Linked DNA regions of Mus musculus: region 2 is linked to region 1. Evidence: chromatin contacts called from public ChIA-PET data. All regions are on one chromosome and are shown on one strand. Each heading gives the region's core, a stretch centred on a gene start, on an enhancer-like site or on the middle of the called end of the contact. The rest is flanking DNA. Distances are from core to core; before and after follow the strand shown. Region 1 has its middle 18 kb from the start of Gm23699. Region 2 overlaps Itgb4 (integrin beta 4).

Region 1 (7,048 bases), core at 268-2,767:
TGGTGGCTCACAACCATCCGTAACGAGATCTGACTCCCTCTTCTGGAATGTCAGAAGACAGCTACAGTGTACTTACATATAATAAATAATAAATAAATCTTTTAAAAAAAAAAAAGAAAAAAAAAAAGAAGTGACAGCAAGCCGGGCGTGGTGGCGCACGCCTTTAATCCCAGCACTCGGGAGGCAGAGGCAGGCGGATTTTTGAGTTCGAGGCCAGCCTAGTCTATAGAGTGAGCTCCAGGACAGCCAGGGCTTCACAGAGAAACCCTGTCTCAAAAAACCAAAAAAAGAAAAAAAGAAAAAGAAAGAAAGAAAGAAAGAAAGAAAGAAAGAAAGAAAGAAAGAAAGAAAGAAAGAAAGAAAATGGGTTACAAAGAAGTAAGAGCAACATTGGGAAGAAGAGTGCTGAGCGGTAGGACGAGTGGACCCCATGCTAAGGTGGCAGCCACTCGGGTGCTAGGATATAGGTGCATTCAAAAAAACTACTGGGTGAAACCTACTGGCTGATTTGAAATAAGTCTTAGATAGGAAAATAGTGGAATAGCTCTCTTAAGCTCTAGACCTCAGACAGGCAGTGGTGCACACCCTTAATCCCAACACTTGGGAGGCAGAAACAAGCAGATCACCGTTAGAGGCCTGCCTGGTCAACATAGTGAGTTCCAGGCCAGCCAGGGCTATGTGGTGAGACCCTGTCTCTAAAAAAGGACAGGTTGGAGAGATGGCACCCAGTGTGAATCTCTGGGCTGAGATGTGCTAACCACACAAGCATGTTGACCCAGGTTCAAATCTCAGAACCCAGGGAAAAAACTGCATGCTGTGGTACACAAGCTTAGCCCCCTACAGAGATAGGAGATGAAGGCAGGAAAACTGCCCAGAGGCTGTGAACCAGCTGTCCCGGAATTCACAGCGCAACAGAAACAAGAGAAATCTAACCTCTACAAGATGGAGAAGAAACCGATCTCCCTCGCCCCCATTTTTGTGCCATGGAACCTGTGAAAGAAAGGAGAAGAAGAGAGGGAAGAGGGAGAGAAGGCAGGAGGGAGAGAAAAAGGGAAGGGAAGGGGAGGGGGAAAGTGGAAGGAGAAGAAAAGAAAGAAAAGAAAAGCAGGAATGAACAGGGCACCTCAGGGGTGGGACACACACCTGTGATCTATCTACACACTGGGAAGGCTGAGGCAGGAGGATTTTAAGTTTGAGAGTTTGAGGCCAGCTTGGGCTAAATGGTAAGAGCCTGTCTCAGAAAACGGGGAGCAGTGCATCTGGTGGAGAATACCCTTGTTCTTAAAGACCTCACCACATGGAGGTAAGAAGTGAGTCAGAAAACACGAGTGATTCAGGCCTGATTCAGGGACTCTAACAAGGATCTACACGCTGAGCCACCTGCAAGCTGAAACAAGCCCCTCCCCCCGCCCCCGCCCGCACCCCCCGCACCCCCCCCCCCCCCGGAGGAGCATCCTTCGTCACTGCGCCATCTTTTCCACCTAGTCATTTGCTTAAACGTGACAGGCAGAAGGGGGTTGGTTTAAGATCTTTGTGCTGAGAGACCGCGGGAATGGCTCCTTGTTTGCAATTTCAGGGGTCCTGAACGGGGCTTCTGGCATCCACATCCGGTGGCTCCCAACCACCTATAACTTCAACCCCCGGGGACCCAACACCCTCTTCAAGGGCACTGGGACACACACAGACACACAATCATAAATAAAAACAAATCTTCGTTTATGTTAAAGATCCTCATGCTGAAATGCTTTGAATTCAGCTGAGTTAAAACAACGAGATCCCTGGCCAGAAACAGCAGGGTGAGGATCCAAGCGCCCCAGTGGCTGATACCTGTTGTCACAGTCAAAGTTTCAGACACTTTCTGGCTCTTTAAAAAGATGACTGGAGTGGTCAAAGGACAAGCTGGGAGAAGAAAGCAAATGTAAGGAGCTGCTTTGGAGGAGGAAAAGGTTTTATTTTCCTAACAAACAAAAAACATTGAACTGGAAAGAACGCAGAGTCCATTTCCCATCTCTTCAGATACAGGAAAGAATAAAACAGAACAATGCCGAGGCCAGGGTGAAAACGGGTGACTCAGCAAGGGCAGTGTGCAGGGTGAGAATCTCTGTGCTGCACAAGCCCACATCAGATAACAAAACGCACGCGGTGATCAAGTCTTTGTTATGACTATCATTCCTTACGGTATACAACTCAGGAAAGAATTTCAAAGCTCTGTGTGAACATGTGGGTGCCGGGTGTATTTGATCAGCACAGTGAGTAAGTAGATAAAATCCCAAGGGGCTGATGAGATGGCTCAGTGGGTTAAAGTGCTTGCCACCAAGTCAGGGAGTTTGAGTCCCTGGACCACACGGTAGGAGAGAGCCAACATTTACAACTTGTCTTCCACATGTGCATTGTGGCATATACAAAAGTGTGCTCAACCATACACATAATAAAAAGTGAGGAAACCAGGCAGGTGGCGCACGCCTTTAGTCCCAGCACTTGGGAGGCAGAGGCAGGTGGATTTCTGAGTTCGAGGCCAGCCTGATCTGCAGAGTGAGTTCCAGGACAGCCAGGGCTACACAGAGAAACCCTGTCTCGAAAAACAAACAAACAAACAAAAAAGAAAGAGTGGGTCCTCTAAAACAGAGTTGGTCCTCTAACTTGGTGGATGTGTTCATTGGAAGAGGTAGCCAGCTTCCTCCCAGTTCAGTGCAACACTGAGTCATCTATAAAGGGAGACATGCTAGTCACAACAGGATGGAGGACATCAAAGGAACAATGAAACATCCTGCCACAGTGTGCTCCTTGTCAGTGAAATATCTGGTCCATGCAGGGTGACAGCTATAGTTTCTGCCACTAAAACCATTATCTGGGGACAGAGGTAGATGGCAAGACAGGGACTCATGAGAGGAGGGAGCCTCAATTGAGAAAATGCCTCCATTAGACTGGGCTGTGTGGGTAGGCCTTGTAGGACATTTGCTTAATTAGCCATTGATGGAGGAGGGCCCAGACCATGATGGGTGGAGCCATCCTTGGGCTGGTGGTCCTGGGTTGTATAAGAAAGCAGGCTGAGCAAGCCATGGGGAGCAAGCCTGGAAGCAGCATCCCTCCACTGCTTCTGCATCAGCTCCTACCTCTAGGTTTCTGCCCTGTGTGAGTCCTGGCCTGACTTCCTTCAGAGATGAACAGTGATGTGGAAGCACAAGTTAAACAAACTCTTTTCTCCCCAAGTTGCTTTTGGTCATGGTGTTTCATTAAAGCTGTCACCTCTCTTATTGAATAAATCTACTCTCGTGGGCATTTATAAGTGTTTATTTTGAAGACAGGGTCTTACTCTATAGCCTAGGCTAGCCTAGAATGCGCTATATAGCTGTCTTTGTTAGGGTTTTACTGCTGTGAGCAGACACTATGACCAAGGCAAGTCTTTTTTTTTTCCATTTTTTATTAGGTATTTAGCTCATTTACATTTCCAATGCTATATCAAAAGTCCCCCCTACCCACCCACACCCACTCCCCTACCCACCCACTCCCCCTTTTTGGCCCTGGCGTTCCCCTGTACTGGGGCATATAAAGTTCGCAAGTCCAATGGGCCTCTCTTTGCAGTGATGGCCGACTAGGCCATCTTTTGATACATATGCAGCTAGAGACAAGAGCTCCGGGGTACTGCTTAGTTCATATTGTTGTTCCACCTATAAGGTTGCAGTTAAGGCAAGTCTTATAAAGGACAACATTTAATTGGGGCTGGCTTACAGGTTCAGAGGTTCAGTCCATTATTATGAAGGCGGGGGAGCATGGCAGCATCCAGGCAGGCACGGTGCAGGAAGAGCTGAGAGTTCTACATCTTCATCTGAAGGCTGTTAGTAGAAGACTGACTTCCAGTCAGCTAGGGTGATGGTCTTAAGCCCACACCCACAGTGACACACCCACTCCAACAAGGCCACACCTCCTAATAATGCCACTCCTTGGGCCAAGTATATACAAACCATCGCAATAGCCCAAACTTGTTTCAAAAATCATGGCAATCCTCCTGCCTCAGCTTTCCCAGTGCTAGGATTACAGGTGTGAGCTACCTCACCTTGCTTCTAGTCCCTTGCTCTTTAGATGATGAGCCACGTATTTGTGGGTCTCGTGTTCTCTCCTACAGCCCAGATTTTCACTTCTCCAGCCGCTTCTTTGGCATTCCCACTTGCTGTCTCTACTAGGCAGCTCAAACTCATGCATGCAGTCCACGCTCACAGCCTCTTTCCTGGAAGAGCTGCTTCTGGTCCTCCCCTTTGCACAAATGGCACTGCAAACACCCAGCCCTGGAGCTGAAATGTGACATCTTGGGCTCCTTCCCTTCAGTCATTTAAGAGAAAAAAAAAAAGTGAAGACAGTAGACAAAAACCCAGGTGTCGTGGTGTGTTTATAATCCCTGTACTGAGCAGTCAGAGACAGCTGGATCCCTGGGACTCTTGGCTAACCAGTCAGTCTGGCCTGTTAGGTTGAGTTCCAGGATGTTGAGAAACCTTGTCTTAAAAAAAAAAAAAAAAAAAAGAGGCAGATGGTACCAGAGGAACAAATGACACCAGAGGTTGTCCTCTGACTTTCACGTGCACACACACACACACTGACATGAACACACTCAAAAGATCGAGGCATAGTGGCACACGCCTATAAGCCCAGCAACGTAGAGATGGAAACAAGAAGCTCAGAAACTCAAAGCCAGACTCAGTCATCAGGGGAGTTTGTTTGTGACCAGCCTGGGCTACATGAGACCCCGTCTCAGAACAAAAGCCAAATAATAAGATGCTAGCAGGACCATAGTTATCTAAAAGCTGCTCCTGATAAACAAAAAAGAAGAAGATGTATTTCATGTGTCTGTGTGCCACGTGCATGCATGCAAGAACCTGGAGCAGTAGGGACAGGGCATCAGATCCCTTGGAACTGGAGTTCCAGGCAGTTGTGAGCCACCCAGGATGGGTGTTAGGAATAAACCCTGGGCGTTCTGTAAGGAGCAGTAAGCACTGTTAGCCACTGAGCTGCGTCTCAGCCCCTGTCGGGAAGTTCGTGGAGGCTGGGAAAGCCAGGTAAAATGAAAATTGAATGTAGTTGGATGACAGAAAGCTTCGGTTACCATTCATGGCTCCTCTGTAGAGCTGTTTGACCCCAGGACAGAGCTGCAGGCTTCCTTGGGAATCCATAGAGTAAGGGAGAGCAAAGCAGGAGCGTCAGGGTACACTCTGTCGCTGGATGCAGAACAATCCTACAGGTGCAGTAGACGACCACTCAGGGAGTCGGTACCCCAGGCACTCATCTTGGAGGATTCTCCAGGCTCAAGCTTTGTTTCCACACTTCCTGCCCATCCTCCCATAGCTCATCCTTCCATACATGAGGCCTCCCCTGAGCTCCTGCCTCACATAACACCAGTCACCCCAGTCTCCCTAAAGTTTTTCTTTTTCAGGATACTGATCTCCGCTTGCCATACGTTTTTTTGTGTATTCATGGGATGCCGGTCTCCCTCCACTGGGATCCGAGCTTCGCAGGAACAGGAAATTACGAGCATTTTAGTGATTGCTGTTTCCCAGAATTCAGAGCAGTGCCCGGCACACAGTCATATAACTTTGGCAAGCGCATCAGTAACGGGCTTTCTAAGGTTGGATGCAAATGAAATCTACGTGGTGGCTAATTCCTACAAACTAACACTTGGGAGACTAAGGCAGGAGGATTACTGTGAGTTCCAGGACAGCCTGGATCATATGGTGACTTCCAGACCAGTGTGGGCTACAGAGTAAGACCTTGCCTCAAAAATACATAATAAACACACCCCCAAACTACGCCACCTGCTAACAACCAAGTGTTGAAACAAGTGGGCGGACACTCTACATCCAATCCATAATGTCACCAACGTCCTGAGTTCTCTTCCCCTTTGCTCCCTGAAATTATCACTCTTCCCCATTCAGATCAACGTGGCCTTAATTTCCGCATGCAGCGTTTGTCTCTCGGTAATCAGCTTGTTTCAGTTCCCTTACTGTCCTCCACCTCAACTCGGAGGCAAATGACAGGATTTTATTCTTCTTTCCAGTTAAAGAAGAACCCACTGGTGTAACTAGATCACATTTTCTTTATCTGTCAGCTCAGCGGGCATGAGGCTGACTCTGTGTCTCGACCCTGTGTAGGTAACCCTTATTCTGAGTTTTACCATGTACTTACGCCATTTCCAAGTGTCTGCGGAACAACTGTCACCCTTATTTCAGAGATGAGGGATAGACACTCCGTAAGAGTGCGTGTAGAAGCACACTCCGTATATCGTGTGACAGGATTCCAAGCGGTCAGTGTGATAGGAGAGGCCAGGGCTATTCATGTGGACAGTGTGGCTGTGTGTGTGGCTGTAAAATACCTTTATTGAGGGGCTGGAGAGGTGGCTCAGCGGTTAAGAGCACTGGCTGCTCTTCCAGAGGTTCTGAGTTCAATTCCTAGCAACCACATGGCAGCTCACAACTGTCTATAACTCTAATGCCAGGGCATCTGACTCCCTCACACAGACATACATGCAGGCAAACCACCAATGCATACGAAATAAAAATAAATACATCATTAAAAAAAACACCTTGGGGGCTGGTGAGATGGCTCAGTGGGTTAGAGCACCCGACTGCTCTTCCGAAGGTCCAGAGTTCAAATCCCAGCAACCACATGGTGGCTCACAACCATCCGTAACGAGATCTGACTCCCTCTTCTGGAGTGTTTGAAGACAGCTACAATGTACTTACATAAAATAAATAAATAAATCTTTAAAAAAAAAAAAAAAAACACCTTTAGCCGGGCGTGGTGGCACACGCCTTTAATCCCAGCACTTGGGAGGCAGAGGCAGGCAGATTTCTGAGTTCGAGGCTAGCCTGGTCTACAAAGTGAGTTCCAGGAAAGCCAGGGCTATACAGAGAAACCCTTTCTCAGAAAACCAACCAACCAACCAACCAACCAAACAAACAAACAAACAAACAAAAAAACCCAAGAATAAATTTTAGCCAACATCTCGGCAGCACCAGAATGTGCTGCTATATGCCGAACTGAACGGATGTAACAATGATCC
Region 2 (6,844 bases), core at 4,058-6,557, 260 kb before region 1:
GTAGGAAGATTAAGCCAGCACACTCAGAGGGCAGCAGAGTGGGTGGCTCCCTGAGTGGAGCAGGCTGGTAAGGCACGCGTTTTTCCTATGTCCACGCTCCCATCTTTATCAGCATCCTTCTTCCCCCCGCCCCCCCGCAGCTTCCCCGCTCGTTGGCTTCAGTGCAGTGGTGGTCAGCTCAGTGCCCCTGGGGGGTGGGCTTTCCAGCTCAGCGTCTCTGGAAGTGGCCACGTACACCTTCATCCAGCAGCTCTGCCCAGGTACCACTTAGCCGCCGCTTTCCCTCTCTGAGATCTCTGCGGCCAGAGCCTCTTCCTTTTCTTGGCTTAGGGAGGGAGGGTGGGGAGTCCCTCTGATTGTCAATGGAGCCCTGCTGCTCCAGGGTGGCCACGCCCCCCATGCCCTCTCCTGGACCCCCAGCTTCCCAACCTCACCCTGTGCTGCAGACTCGGGGGCAATAGCTGCCCGGGCCCAGGTGTGTCAACGGGCTGAGCACAGCTTCGCAGGGGTGCCCTGTGGCATCATGGACCAACTCATCGCGCTGCTGGGGCAGAAAGGCTATGCACTACTCATTGACTGCAGGTCAGGGGCTCCCCTCATATCCCCCCACCTCATAACCAGGAGCTCCTTAGTGGAGTGTGCCAGCTGTCTGGTCTGGGAAGCAGACCCTTGGCTATGACATCCCCCCCACCCCCCCCATTCCAATGTCATTCACCCCAGGTCCCTGGAAACAAGCCTGGTGCCACTGTCAGACCCCAAGCTGGCCGTGCTCATCACCAACTCCAATGTCCGCCATTCCCTGGGCTCCAGCGAGTACCCGGTTCGTCGGCGACAGTGTGAAGAAGTGGCCCAGGCCCTGGGCAAGGAGAGCCTTCGAGAGGTGCGGATGGAGGAGCTTGAGGGTGAGAGCCAGCTTCCCATTTGCTGTTCTAGAAATGGCCGGGCTCCCTGCTAGGATGTCCATATGGCCTACAGTCTGCTCCCTCAACCCCAAGTCCATTCATTATATTCGGCTCACCCCCACCCCAGTCCTCCAAACCTAGGGTTCCAGTTCCAGCAGGGCTGCTATTGGAATAGATCCCAGGCAAGTGCTGTGCCAATGAGCCACATCCCTGCCCTGCTTGAAATCTTAAGCTTGCCCTTTTAAGCCAGGCATGGTGGCGCACATCTTAATCCCTGCACTCGGGAGGCAGAGGTGGATGGGACTCTGAGTTTGAAGCCAGCCAGGGCTATGTAGAGAAAGAGTGACTTTCTTGATCTCAAAGCCTGCACTTTGTCCCATTCATTTTGAAAGCCCCACATGGTAAGGGCCCATGCAGCTGAGCATGAATATTGAGCAGTCTCTATGCCCGCTCCCTGTAAGGGAGTTCTGCATGTTGTTTCCTGCAGTGTTCTATGGACCTTAAGTGATGGGAAGATGCAGTTTATCCTATTGCACGGGACAAAGAGAGCTCTGAGATGAGGGGGCCTTCAGAACCAGGCCCAGGATAATCAAGCCAGTCCTGTTTAACCCTGCCTTTACTGAGGAGGGCTCAGGGAACAGCTGCCCACCACATTTCTCTCCCACATCCTGGGGTGACAGGTGGTATGAGGTGGGGGGCTGCTGAACTCTGTTCCTTCCCAGCGGGCAGGGAGCTAATGAGCAAGGAGGGCTTCCGGCGGGCCCGGCATGTGGTAAGCGAGATCCGGAGAACAGCCCAGGCAGCAGCTGCTATGAGCCGAGGAGACTACAAGGCCTTTGGGCGTCTCATGGTGGAGAGTCACTACTCACTCAGGTAGGCTTTCTGGGTGCCCTGGGCTTCTTGATCAGAGGCAGGTCCCAGGTCTCTGTCGCCCTCACCCCTATGTCCTCTGCAGGGATGACTATGAGGTCAGCTGCCCTGAGCTGGATCAATTGGTTGAGGCCGCGCTCTCTGTGCCTGGGGTTTATGGCAGTCGCATGACAGGTGGTGGCTTTGGTGGCTGCACCGTCACATTGCTGGAGGCCTCTGTTGCCCCTCTTGTCATAGATCATATACAGGTGGGTGTGTTTGCCAGAGCCCGGGATGGGGGGGGGGGCCAGGAGAGGTCACCCAGGCCACCATTCCTTAGCATCACGTCTCCCATAGGAGCAGTACAGTGGGACAGCCACCTTCTACCTCTCTCAAGCTGCCGATGGAGCCCAGGTGCTGAGCTTGTGAGGTGTCCCTGAGACCGATGGACGCACAGGCATGAGGCGGAGGCAGCAGGTGTGTGCCGCAGCTCTGCCTCGGGCATCCTCCTTCTCTATCTGGGTGCTTAATAAACGTGTGCCTCTTAATGGCGGTAGCCACCTGCCTCCAGAGGTGGGTAACATGCTCTGGGGGCAAAGAATGGGGATTATGGGAGTCAGTGTTCCTACTGCAGGCCTGTGAAGAACGGACAGAGTGGCTAAGCAGTAGCAAAACCTTTTATTAAGTGCAGAACAAAAGGCTGGGGACTTGTGCCAGCTCCAGTTTTTTGTTTTTTGGTTTTTTTTTTTTTTTTTTTGGTTACATGTGGGATTGGACCCAGGGTGGGATGCAGTCAGAAAGACCTTGTATCACCTCTACCCACTTTATGGTTCCTGGACAGCACCTACCCCTGCTCTCTGACTACAGGGGCTGGCTCTGTGGTCAGCAAGCTCGTGGGTAGAGCAGCAGAGGAAGAAGGCGCTAGGAGAGGAGGCAAGGAGGGGCCCAGGTGGCTGGGGCGCGGGGGAGGTTCAGGTTTGGAAGAACTGTTGGTCCATATGAGTGCTGAGAGAGCCACTGGCCGTTAAGGTCCGGGTCACGAATTCCTGGGTCACATGCCGGGTGAGGGAGCCTCCTGCTTCCAGGCGCTGGGTCCCCAGGGTTAGACCATCTGCAAGGGAAGGGATGAGAAGGGTGGAGTACAGGTCCCAGCTCCTCTGCACTGGCCGTTCCCAGGAGTCGGGGTCCCCTGGCTTGGTGACTCACCCATGAGGAAGGGCTCAGTCGTGGTGCTGTGCGTGCTGGTCACGCTGCTGAACTCGCTTTGCACTGGGTTCTGGAAGAGCCCAGAATGGCTGCCCAGCTGTGGGAAGGGGCCTGGAACAGGCAGATCCGTCAGTCAGGATGGTGTTATGCAAAGGTGTTATGCTCCAGAGAGACCGGGGTAAGGACTGGGGACAGCGCACCTCCAACCTGAGACTCGATGGTGATGATACCCTCACGCTCTGGCCCGAAGCCCTCGGTCGTCCTGGCCTGAACCTTGAACTTGTAAGGAACGTTCTCACTGAGGCCAGGTACAGTCAACCGGCTCTCAGGGTTGTCTCCGTCCACCCGGAAGGTCCTGGCTGGTGCTGCATAGGGAAGACGCCTTCAGATCCTGTGGTGCCTCCCTCCCACCCACCCCCCACAACCACCTTATCTCCAGGGCAGCTGGCACCTCCTCCTTGGGCCATCTCACAGGTCACCAGGTAGCCAAGGATATCTCCATTGGGCCTCCTCGGCCGCTCCCAGCTGAGCTGCAGGGAGTCTGGGCTTAGGGCAGTGAACACCAGCGGTCCCGGGGCGCTGGGGGTGCTCAGAGTGAAGGCTGAGCCTGGAGGCAGCAGAGGGAGAGTGTCAGTGGACGGGTCGTTGGTGGATGGGGAGTGGGGCAGCAGCAGGGGGCAGACTGGCTCACCTGGCAGGGGGCAGAGAGGGCTCTGCGGGTGCACCTGGGACTCGATGGTGATGACACCCTCTCGCTCTCGGCCCCAGCCCTCCTGGCTCTGGGCCCGTACCCGGAACACATAGGAGTGGTTAGGCAGGAGATCCTCTACCACCACCGAGGTTTGGCCAGGGTTAGGGATGTTGAGCCGATGCATCTCGCCTGAGGTGGAGTGAGGATAGGAAACAGACCACCTTAACTCTCGCCCTTCTTATCCCTCCCTCCTGTTCGGCCGCCATCAACACCTCAGGTTTGGTACAGTGTACTATGGTGGGTTGCTGGTAGAGCCTTTACTTAACATGTAAGAAGTCCCACTGGGGGGTTCCGGGCAAAGCCTGCCCTCTTCTGCCGTTTCCCTGTTCTTACAAGGCTATTCCAGTTAGCAGAGGCCCTAGGTCTACAAAGCCCCATTAAGTAAAACCTCGTTTAAGAAATGGATAGTAAAGGCCCAGGGGAGTGGATGAAGCCGCAACTGATTTGGAGGGGTCCTGGCCCAACTGAGACAAGACATGACAGCCAACAGTCACTATGCCTCACCGCCGTTTAGTAGCTGGTATTCCACACTGTAGCCCAGCAGCATCCGATCACACTGTGGCTCCTGCCAGCTCACCTTCAAAGACGTGGGCCCCAGGGCAGAGAACACCAGCCGAGTGGGTGTGTCAGGCACACCCACAGCCCCACGGGAATCTGGATTATTGAAGGCCACGGTTAGTCCAAGACCGGGTTTGTGGTCTGAGATGAGCTACAGTCTACCCCGTGCTTGCCTCTCCAGTCATATTATGGCTTCACATTAACCTGTCCAGGCTGCTCTACACTTCCCCTTGAGTCTGCTAGTCTCCTCAGTCCATCCCCTCTACAACTGGCCCTGCGCCTTGCCCAGCTCTTTTGCTTTATACCCCAGGAGGGCAGATGTGTTAGGCTTCAGCACTGATGGGGGTGGGCAGGCAGGGCAGTGGTTAGCTCCTGTGGGTGAACTGGAGTTCTGTATGCGATGAAGCAGTGAGGGAGTGCACAGGCACAGGCTGTGATGGTAGCTGGGTGACAAATGGAGCGTGACAGCCATGGATCCATGGTGACCACCCCCTGTACTACCTGTACCCCAGGAGGGTGCTGCTGACTGCCCGGCCAGGATTATAGAGTCTGGTGAACCCCTGGATGCGGGCACACCCTTCATGTGAGCCCGGCTCAAGGACCCAAGAGTCCAGGACAGCGGAAGCCTGCTCCTCCCATCTTCCCAGATAGGAGGGAGGCCTAGGGCAGGACAAGACAAGAATGAGAATGTGTGTGTGTGTGTATGTGAGACAGGTATGGGTAACTGGCTGGTGGCTGTCTAGGGATTAAAGTGTAGGAAGGTCAACGGGCCAGGCAGGGGTCACTCACCTTGGGAGGAAAGGGAAGTGAGGGTGGAGTAGTCCCTGGGAAGTGTGCCTGAGTGGGAGTGCTCTGTGCGTGTCAGAGAGTGGTAGTCCCGGGTAAGGGTGGAGGACGTGCTCAGCACTCGGTGGGACAGGTGTGGGCTCAGATGCGTGCCATAGGCCACATTGGCTGCAGTCATTCTGTGCAGGGAGTTGGCGCTGCCTGGATAGGCAAAGTCCATCCGGCCATTCACCAGGTGCTCTGCGTGGGGAGAGAGGTCATTCAGTGAGGCCCACAGCAGATGACAGGCCACATGGGGCAGGAGGTGGCCCCGGGGTTGCACAGGGCAGCCTTAAACTACCAAGACCCTGGGTTCCCGCAGGCAAACAGGAGACCACACGAATCTTTCAGTTCTGTCTCCTTGCGCCATGCTGTCCTCCACCCGAGCACTTAGCCCAGCTAGGGCTCACTCCCCTGCAGGGACTCTGGCTTCTTGGAAGCTCTGCCCTTATCCTCCGTTGGGGAGAGCCCAAGCGCTTCCCCATGGCGCCCTTGAGTTCCCGGGCTTGTCTGAATGCAGTTATACAGACTCTGGGCGGGCAGGGCACTCTAGTGGGCCGCGTGACCAAAATTGTGAGCCAACTCAATTGAGCCTAGGGCCCCAGAGGCGGGCGCGGCTGGGGAGGCGGTCACCTCCCGGGGGTCGGGGCGTAGCCCCGCGGATCCAGCCGCTGCCCTCCCCTTCCACGCCCCCCGCAACGCTGCCGTCTTCGTCAGAGCGCCCGCTGCTGGCGGACAGGCGCGGGATGAGTTCCGGGGGTAGCCGCCACGTGACGCGCCGCAGGTCCAGCTCCTCCCCGAGCAGAGGCTCGAACTTCCAGCCGCAGCCTTGGGAACAACGAAGGGCCGCGTTGGCACCGCCGGGGAGGGTCAGGAGGAGGAGGTGGCCTGCGGCACTTACGCGGCGTCCAGGGGTATGGGTATCCCTTTAGATGACAAGAAAAACCCTTGGCCTGCTCCAGCCATTCCAGATAAACTGGGTTTGGCCTCTACTGAGACACAAAGGCCGGTCTGCTGCGGGAGTCATGGGAAAGCCTTACGTTGCCTCCCAGCGTGAAGTTTCCTTGGTTATTTATCAGCTCTGAGCCTGTTTCCTTTCTGTACAAAGGAAAGTAATCTCACCCCTGTCTGTTTTCCTGGAATAGCCGTAGAAGCCCTAGGGTGCTAGTAGTATCTTAGCAGAGGTTCCTGGTTCTTAAAACTGTAGTTTAGATACTAGCTGTAGATTTGTGGGCAGTCTGGTTTACAGGTAAGAACTTCAAGGTCAGCCAGGGTTTTAATCTAGCAAGACCCTGCCTCAAACCCTTCCCAACACCAGAAAAAGAAAAAAAGAAGAAGAAGAAGAAGAAAAAAAAAGCAACTTAGCATGCCAAGCTCTGCTCACGACTGACTGTGCCCACCCCGGCCTTAGACTCAGAAAGGGACTTCTTTCTTCCCGATGGCATTGTGTGGTTTGTATCTCATTTCACAGAATTGAAGGCCAGTTAGTTCTGAGATGGATGAGAGACTCAGAGTCATCTAACAGCACAGCCAGCTCAAACCCTGGAGTAGGAGGAGTCCCAGCTAAGGGCTCTTTTTGTACCACATTGTGTGAGAAATCAAGGGAAAATGAAGAGAGCGGGGTTGGGGGGGGGTGTCTACCTTATTGGCTCCCCCTCCTTTCTCTATCAAGGCTAAAGTCACCTCTGGGAGGTGGCCTGAGTGTCCTTCCTGACCTAGCACAGCAGGTGAACCTTCAGGAGGTTGTAAAGCT

What was found. ChIA-PET counts read pairs in DNA pulled down with a chosen protein or histone mark.
Region 2: an RNA polymerase II ChIA-PET map of memory CD8 T cells shows a contact between it and region 1, with 5 read pairs. The contact joins two enhancer-like sites. A contact is called at or near these places in 1 of 39 promoter capture datasets (liver), 7 of 484 Hi-C or Micro-C datasets (the THB-7 cell line, centroblasts, embryonic stem cells and 3 more), 2 of 115 datasets of contacts at active chromatin or transcription factors (memory CD8 T cells and pancreatic cancer cells) and 3 of 9 other capture datasets (embryonic stem cells, liver and pancreatic islet).

Annotation. Positions count from the first base shown.
Region 1 is chr11:115,741,995-115,749,042 of GRCm38.p6, reverse strand. No RefSeq gene overlaps it. Among named protein-coding and RNA genes, the nearest start is that of Gm23699, 18 kb to the right of the region's middle. Within about 2 kb of position 1,517, at least 57 of the 459 cell types and tissues checked have an H3K27ac peak or open chromatin away from gene starts, as enhancers often do. A contact at or near this core is called in memory CD8 T cells, where this site is marked.
Region 2 is chr11:116,003,979-116,010,822 of GRCm38.p6, reverse strand. It overlaps Itgb4 (integrin beta 4), which reads right to left. Exons shown (of 40, transcript NM_001005608.2): 33 at 5,056-5,292; 34 at 4,768-4,926; 35 at 4,213-4,362; 36 at 3,649-3,837; 37 at 3,409-3,564; 38 at 3,158-3,322; 39 at 2,958-3,068; 40 at 2,412-2,862. The coding sequence ends at 2,723. Galk1 (galactokinase 1) reads left to right here. Exons shown (of 8, transcript NM_016905.2): 3 at 141-260; 4 at 447-582; 5 at 721-902; 6 at 1,625-1,775; 7 at 1,858-2,020; 8 at 2,109-2,466. The coding sequence ends at 2,180. Among named protein-coding and RNA genes, the nearest start is that of Galk1, 5.3 kb to the left of the region's middle. Within about 2 kb of position 5,307, at least 186 of the 459 cell types and tissues checked have an H3K27ac peak or open chromatin away from gene starts, as enhancers often do. A contact at or near this core is called in memory CD8 T cells, where this site is marked.